Linked DNA regions of Hordeum vulgare: regions 1 and 3 are each linked to region 2. A link is a contact called in public Hi-C data. All regions are on one chromosome and are shown on one strand. The core of a region is the stretch at or near the end of the contact, and the rest is flanking DNA. Distances in the headings are between cores, read along the strand shown.

The links. A called contact is a pair of places that touch in the nucleus more often than the background predicts.
Region 1: a Hi-C map of leaf shows a contact between it and region 2, with 2.6 times the contacts expected there. The contact joins two enhancer-like sites. A contact is called at or near these places in 2 of 6 Hi-C or Micro-C datasets (both in leaf).
Region 3: a contact with region 2 is called in a Hi-C map of seedling, with 2.6 times the contacts expected there. The contact joins two enhancer-like sites. A contact is called at or near these places in 3 of 6 Hi-C or Micro-C datasets (leaf and seedling).

What each region holds. Positions count from the first base shown.
Region 1 is chr5H:87,201,616-87,204,315 of MorexV3_pseudomolecules_assembly, reverse strand. No RefSeq gene overlaps it. Among protein-coding and RNA genes, the nearest start is that of LOC123397479, 120 kb to the right of the region's middle. Within about 2 kb of position 1,390, at least 3 of the 3 cell types and tissues checked have open chromatin away from gene starts, as enhancers often do. A contact at or near this core is called in leaf, where this site is marked.
Region 2 is chr5H:86,873,033-86,875,732 of MorexV3_pseudomolecules_assembly, reverse strand. No RefSeq gene overlaps it. Among protein-coding and RNA genes, the nearest start is that of LOC123395420, 12 kb to the right of the region's middle. Within about 2 kb of position 1,347, at least 3 of the 3 cell types and tissues checked have open chromatin away from gene starts, as enhancers often do. A contact at or near this core is called in leaf and seedling, where this site is marked.
Region 3 is chr5H:87,239,284-87,241,983 of MorexV3_pseudomolecules_assembly, reverse strand. No RefSeq gene overlaps it. Among protein-coding and RNA genes, the nearest start is that of LOC123452224, 130 kb to the left of the region's middle. Within about 2 kb of position 1,258, at least 3 of the 3 cell types and tissues checked have open chromatin away from gene starts, as enhancers often do. A contact at or near this core is called in leaf and seedling, where this site is marked.

The DNA.
Region 1 (2,700 bases), core at 141-2,640, 330 kb before region 2:
ACAAGCGCGCCGCCGTCTTCTGATCTATCGATCTAGGGTTTCCCCCGGAGGTAGCAGATAGTGGTCTAGAACTTCTCCTCGGCGATGCCTTCAAGAAGGGAACGACGCCGTAGAGCATCGCCATCGCTGGCCTTGCCATCTAGCCAAGAGCAGGTTTTCACATAGATCTGTTCGAAGAACTCCATCCAGCTTCTTGTGCACAGGTCGCCGCCTTCTCTGCTGGAGACTAGATCAAATGATCCAGCCGCCACCACCTGAACGGCCGAAGCACCACCACGGTGCCAAAGCAGCCCGACATTGACTGGACTGCAAGTGGGAAGACGGAGACTGCAAAGGTGACACCTTCAAGAAGGTAACGACGCGTAGGCGCCGTCGTCACCCGCCACGACCAAAGTCGGATCACGGATTTCACCAACAGCCGCCCGTCCCAACTCCATGCACAGCCAGCTGGCCGACCACCTCCGACGAAGAAGAAGGCCACCACCACCAAGCCTAGGGCCGGCGCCCCAGACATCCTCGTGTTGCAGATCAAGTCCATGAGCAGTGCACCACTGACGGCGATTCAGATCGATAGCACATCGAATCAGCCCGACTGAGTCAAGGACAGATCCGTTGCTGCTAGTGCCGTCCTCCTACGCCGCCGCCGCACCACAGCCATGCCGCTGCCGATCTGCGTCACCGCCGCCGATCTGGCCGGAAAGGAGCGCCGCCTTTCAACCAGATCGAGATCCGAGGAGAAAACCGCTGCCGCCGCCACGCCACAAGGGCTTTGCCGTGTGACGCCCCGGACGACAACGGCGGAGGGGAGATGAGGTGGGGGCGGCTATAGGAGGAGGGCGGGGGCTCCCCGGTGCGGGGCGGCGCCGCCGCACGGGGAAGAGGGGGGGGGGGGGGGGGCTGTACGGCGTGCATGGGCATCATATCGGCGGTTGCGCACATGTATGTGATCCGAAAATTGCAATGGTTGGATGCTGGACAAGTGGACAGGTGGTCACTTTGTCTCCTTCCCTACCACGACATGGCCTACATAAATCTCGCCGGCCGCATACACCGTTTCCCTGCAGAAACAGCCATTTGAACGACAGTCCGCTGCCACTAATTATTCCGGGCACACTTGACCTGATTAAAGTGTAGAACCTTAATTTGTACTCACACATCTGCCATATCCAAGGCTTCATGTCTTGTTGCTAACAGCTAGTAGATGGTGGTTAGAATCGACAAATCACTGCACATGGCTTCATTTGTTGTTGCCTCTAGCACATGAACTCGCACGATAGATTGTTAATGCAGACTAAGAAATGCATGCATCCGCGTAGCTTTCGGCTACATGTCGGCACACTTGATCGATCTGCGGAACGGCGGCCACTTCGCAGTCGGCGACACGTGTCAGCCTTAGGTGGGCCTGACCGGTCAAATCATTACGGACATGCGTATGTGCATGTATCCCGATGTTAATGCGCTCTAGGTCGATGTGATGAGGAGTCAGTGAAAAGCGGTTCGTGTTAATCTAATTAATTAAGTAGCTAAAATCTAAGGTCATATGATGGTCGATTGATCACATGGCAGACAGTGGAGTCCAAGCAATGTGTTTGATTCCCCCTGGTTAAACCTTTGATTTCTTGTCTGTTTGCAGCCGAAAGTGCATGTTTGGTTGCAGTTTTCATATCTTTTCTAGATTGTAGTAGCAAAAAATGTGGCAATAGGTAGAGCATCCTAGACGTGGAGTTTCTCAACTAGAGCTCAAATGATCTTGAACAGCAAAATAAAATTATATTAAAAAATAAAAAAAATCTGTTTTTTAACAAACATTGACAAATGTTTCAAGTGCTTGCAATTATTCGTGATGAAATCACATTCTTGTAAAGTGTGAAAAAATGAACAGTCTAAAATGCTACTTTCGAAAGTATTTTGGAGCATTTATTTTCTGCCACGAGTTCCAGAGGTGTAATTCTATGGTAAATTTTACAAACTCTAACATTTATCAAAGTTTGTAAAAAAATCAGTTCTTAAAAACAAATTTAATGTTTTTTGAGGAGCTCGCGTGCAGAAAGTTACTTTCTGAGCATCCTCAATTTTCACACACTACCCTCACCCTCAAGAAACGCAAGTATTTTGATCGCAACCTCACAACAAACTCAACAGTGCACGGATATCCATATTTTTTTCTTGTAGGTTCCCATATTTTGATACCAAATACAAAAAGGTATTCTCACCCAGCATATTCATATTAGAGAAAATGAACGACGGGACCCAAATCGACAGAATGAGAACATTCAGTGAGAGTCGTGCCTACCTCGACCACCCATCGTCGGCCCTACCATGCTTCGGTTGTCGGAACCCACAATAGCCCTTCCGTGACCCTCTCTGATGCCCCCAACTTAATCATGCCCTAATCATACACGCAAATGCATACGACCAAGATCAGGGACTCACAGAAAGATATCACAACACAACTCTAGACACAGATAAAAATAATTCAAGCTTTATATTACAAACCAGGGGCTACGAGGGCTTGAATACATAAGCTCGAGTATATACGAGTCAGCGGAAGCAACATTATATGAGTATCGGTGAACAAACAAGTTTTGCTTTAAGAAGGCTAGCACAAAAGAAAACATAGATCGAAAAGCAAGGCCTCCTGCCTTTGAGCTTCCTAACTACTCCTCGTCGCCGGCGGCCTTCACGGAGTAGTAAGCTCCG
Region 2 (2,700 bases), core at 98-2,597:
GGTTGTTTTTTGAAAATAAACCGGTCAACTGATTAACGGTCAACCAGGTCAAACAGGTGAACCCGTAAATAGACCAGGTCGAGCACGTGAACTCAGTGAACAAAAAACCGTGCACGGCGAACAAAAAACCGTGCCAGCTCTGGTTTGATGGGCCGGCCCATGGGCAAAGTGGGTACGAGCGCTAGCTAGCTAATCGGTGCCGAACTCGCTGAATAGGAGCTCTCTGTTTTGTCTCAAAAAAAAGGAGCACTCTGTTTTTTCGGCGCTAGTTGGATGATCCCTAGTTGAATCTTGAATGCTGCCTTGTCTCGATCCGCGTGCCAGTAGGATCGTAGGAGCCATGTGGGTTCAGCTATCTTTCACGTGAAGACGGAGCCTCAATTAGATCTCGCTGTTGCTAAAGCCGGTGTAATCCTCAATTATGTTTGGCTTATGGAAGATATGAAGCGGTTGCAATCGGACCGCGACTTGTCATGATGCGTGCGCGAGAGAGACTCTGACTTGATCTCGCTGGAGGATTGAGGATAAATACAGTCTCATGCTACGTGGATTACTTCATTTCCTCTCAAATGTTGCTACGCCCACTGAAGACGACCATGCACAGTTACTTTTACATGAACGGCTGAATGATTGATTGGAGTAGAAGGGTTGTTCATGCATGCATGTAAAATATGGGCGATTGTGCACTTACGATTAGAAGATGAACAGATAGTAGGCTCAACAAATATAAGTGACCAAAATCCATCCTTATACCATGTTTACTTAGTAAGAATCAAAGAAAATTTCTCCCATTTTACGCTACTTAAACTAGAGAGGGAAGAGGGTAGCGAAGAGAGATGGAGATGTGCACGGACGACAAGTGGAAGCTGTCCAAGAAAGGCAGCCGGAGGTCGACAGCGGCAACATCGGCACCACCCACTGGCAATCCGGTGGGCGTAAGGGCCGGACTCTGAGGGGCTCGGGCAGGTCGGTGATGGGGCGGCTTACGAGCCTAGCCAAAGAGCAGAGGGCTAGGTTCTACATCATGGCATTTTTTATTTGGCGCCACATGCACTTTTTAAAAAATTAGTGAACTTTTCCTAAATTGGTTGATTTTTTTTTGTTTTCAATGATTTGTTCTTCAAATTGATGAACCTTTTTTCTAAATTGATGAACCTTTTTAAAGATATGAACTTTTTTTTTCAAATGGATGAACCTTTTTTAAATCTGTAAACCTTTTCTGATTTTATGTTTTTTTGTAACGAAAACAAAACTAGACAGCACTCTAATAGACCGGCCCGTGCTAACAGCGCTGCAGGCGCCAGATCATTGACGGACGCCTGCAGCGCTGCATATGAGCTCCCCTACATCGTGTGGGCAGCTCCTATCTGCCGCTCGCAGCGGCAGGCACCCCTGTGCCGCACAGGGGGACACCCGACTGACCGGCTCAGTTTTGTTTCTTTTTTCTGTTACTTTTATCCTTTTCAGTTTATTTTCTTTTTTTGGTTCGTTTTTTATTTTCTTTTTCCTTCTCTTTTTTATTTGAAGAAAAAACATTTTTCGAATTTCAATAACAATTTCGAAGAATCATGAACAAATTGGGTAGCGTGATTTTTTTTTAAAGCACAAACAGTTTTTAAATCTTGAGAACGAAAATATGAAAAGGAGAACAATTTTGAAAAACCTGAACAAATTTGAAAGAGCGAACAATATTTTTAAGGATGATCATTTTTTGAATTTTCAGAACAAATTAGGAAACCGAGGAAAAAATTTAAAAAACGTGAACATATTTGGAAGCGTGAACAATTTCTTAAAGCATGAACATTTTTTGAATCTTGATAACAAAATTTGGAAAAGGAAAACAATTTTGAAAAAATGCAAAAAAAATGAAAGTGTGAACAAATTTTTAAAGCACAAACATTTTTGGAATTTTGAGAACAAACTTTGAAACCGAGTGCAATTTAAAATAATGTGAACAAATTTGAAAGCACGAACAATATTTTAAAGTAAGAACATTTTTTGAAACTTGAATTTTTTTTGAAAAGGAGAACAATTTTGAAAAACCTCGAAGAAATTTGGAAGCGCGGACAAATTTTTAAAGCATGAACATTTTTTGCATTTTGAGGACAAATTTTGAAACTGAGAACAATATTAAAAAATGTGAACACATTTGGAAACACGAACAATTTTTTAAATACACGAACATTTCTTGAATCTTAAGAGCTAAATTTTGAAATGGATAACAATTATGAAAAACTCCAAACAAATTTGAAAGAGCGAACAATTGTATAAAGCTTGAACATTTTTTGTATTTTGAGAACAAATTTTGACACCGAGAACAATTTAAAAACAACATGAACTAATTCGGAAGCGTGAACAATTATTTAAATACACAATTGTTTTGGAAAACATAGCTAATTTCTTACTCTATAAATAAATTTGAATACAGGAGCATTTTACAAACATAGAACAATGTTTTTGTAAGAAAGAAAATTTTCCGAAATTTGTAAACAATTTTTTAAACGGAAACTTTTTGTACTTATGTACACTTTTTAAAACAGGAACATTTTTTGAACTAATGTACATTTTTTGAAACGCAAATATTTTTTAGAAAATGAAGAATATTTTCTAAACTTCCCAAACATTTGAAAATCATGAAAAAATTTATAATTGGCGAAGAAAGTTTGAAGAAGTTTTCAATTTGTGAGCAAATTTTCATAA
Region 3 (2,700 bases), core at 9-2,508, 370 kb before region 2:
TTAAAAGTTAGAGAAGTTAATATTCTTAGAAACTAATACACTTTGCATTTTTCAATGGAGGGAGTAATAAGGACTTCATGCATTGGTTACTCTGGTATTTGTTTTCCCGGAAGCTCCTACCTGTCGCATTTTGCGGTAGGGAGTCGCTCGGGCGCACAGGGTCGTAACCCGACTGGGCCGGCCAAGTTTTCTTTCATTTTCCAATTATTTTTTCTGTTTCATTTTTTCTTTTTATGCTTATTTCCTTTATTTTTTGGTTCTTTTTTTCTTTTTCCGTTTTATGAAAACGAAAAAATGTTGAACTTCCTAATTATTTTTTGAAATGTGAAGATTTGTTAAAATAGAGAACAGATCTAAAATCGCGAACAAATTTTTAATGCACGAACATTTTATTAATCTTGAGAACAAAATTTTCAAACAGATAACAATTTTGAAAAACCCCGACCAAATTTAGAAGTACGAATTTGTTTTAAAACACGAATAATTTTTAAATCTAGAGAATTTTCTGGAAAATGAGAACAAGTTTACAAAAACTTAAAAAAATACGTAAACGCGAAGAATTTCTGAAGATACTAAAAAATATGAAAAACAAGATTTGTTTTCAAAAACAAGAACAATTTTCCAAAATCCAGAACATTTTGAAATTATTGAAAAATGAAATGTTTTAAAAAATTAAACACTTTATAAAATCAAGAACATTTTTCAAAATGTAAGTACAATTTTTGAACATGAACTTAGTTTGAAAATTGAACAGAATATAGATGTTTGGTCTATTTTTTTAAAACACTGAACATTTTTTGAAAATACAGTATTTTTTATAAAAATACCAAAAGTTGATTAAAAAACAAAAAAATATAAAATACTGAACATTTTTTGAAGTTATGAATGTTTTGGAAAAACGGCAATTATTTAAAATTTAAAACATTTTCTTAAAAAGCAAAAACAGATACTGAAAGAAAAAATGTTAAAAATCCAGAACATTTTTTGAGACAGAAACAGAAAGGAGTAAAATAAAGGAAAAATAAAACGAAAAAGGAAATAAAACTCAGTTCAGAAAGGTTTCAAAATTGGGATCAGTGAAGCGTTAATGTACGAACCCATTAAAATTCCTCACCTTCCTTTTCCTGTGCGTTTGCCCGATTCTCTGTAAAGAACGGCAAATAGGAGATTCCTGTTTCGTGGGTGCTATACATGGGAGAGCGTAGTCAGCGCTGGCTAGCTCCCCTGGCGCTCGCAGGCGGCACGTAGCGGGCCGGCCCAGTCAACCAGCTGACAAAAAAATGCAAAAGATATACCTGTCAATAATTCATGAGTAGTGCGGATCGAATTGTGCATGTCCAAGTAGCATCCACTCGGCCCGACCACTACACTAGGCTCAGTTTTGAGGTTCTCAAATAGGAAATGATCCTACTTGACACAGCGTCGTGTCTTCACCACTAGACCAGGCTGTGTTTTGTCGATTACTACTGGAAAATAATCCTACTTTACCCATCTCTAGATAAATAATTTGAATAAAGAAAGGTAAATTCAAACATTAATTAACGAATTAAAAAATGTTCATCAATTTGAAAAAAGTTCACGAAAATGAAAAAAGGTCACCAGTTTTGGAAAAGTTCACAAAAATAAAAAAACACTGAAGTAACTTTAAAAATAAGTTCATCCAGTTTTCGAAAAAGATCATTTAATTTGAAAACAGTTCATAAATTTTAAAAAACAATTGATCAAACTTTGAAAAAAATGATGAAATTAAAAAACAGTTCATCAAATTGGAAAAAACTAATCGAATTAGAAAAAACATCAACTTTTAAATATAGTTCACTAAAATTTAAAACATGTTCACTGATTTTGAAAAACAAATCATAAAAAGTTGGAAAAAAATATAATCAATTTGGAAAAAATTCATGCACTTAGGACAAGTACAAAAATGAAAGTCGATAAAGGAAGAAACTAAGAAGAACAAAAGGGAAAAAACGAAAATGGAAAAAAGTTCATCAATTTTGAAAAAGTTCGTCGATTTTCATAAAAAGTTCACTAATTTGAGAAAAAAATCATAAATTTGAAAAAGTTACGGTATTTGAAAAGGTCCACTAATTTAAAAAAGTTCATGGATCAAAAAAGTTCATGCAAATTTTGCGAAATTCAAAATAATTCTTGAAAATTGAAAAAAGTTCATCATTTTCATAAAAAGTGCACGAATTTTGAAAAAAGTTCACGGAATTTTAAAAAGAATTCAACTGTTTTGAAAAAGTTCATCTAATATGAAAAAAATGTTAATAAAAGCGAGTTATTTTTTGACATAATTAGAAAAAAATAAAAAGGAACAAAAAAAGAAAAAAGAAAGACGAAAACAAAAAGAAGAAAGACGAAAGAAAGAAGAAAACTCGGAAGAAGTTGACACGGAGATGAGGTTGGTGTAGTGCTTGTCGCGTGGTTGGTGAAACCCTTGCGTCTCGGGATCGAGTCCGACCAGACGCATTCAGTATTTATCATTTTTGCGGCTTTACACACAGAACACACAAGCCAATTGGGCCGGCCCAACGCAGGGCGCTGCATGCACCCGTTTGCAGAGTTGCACTAAAACGGACGCGTGTGGCGCCAAATAGTATTTGCCGCTATCATCGTCCGTGCCGACTTGTAAATGGTGACCTCTAGCGCCTGTGTGTTTGGGCCAGCCCAGAAATCTGGTTTATTAGCGCATTC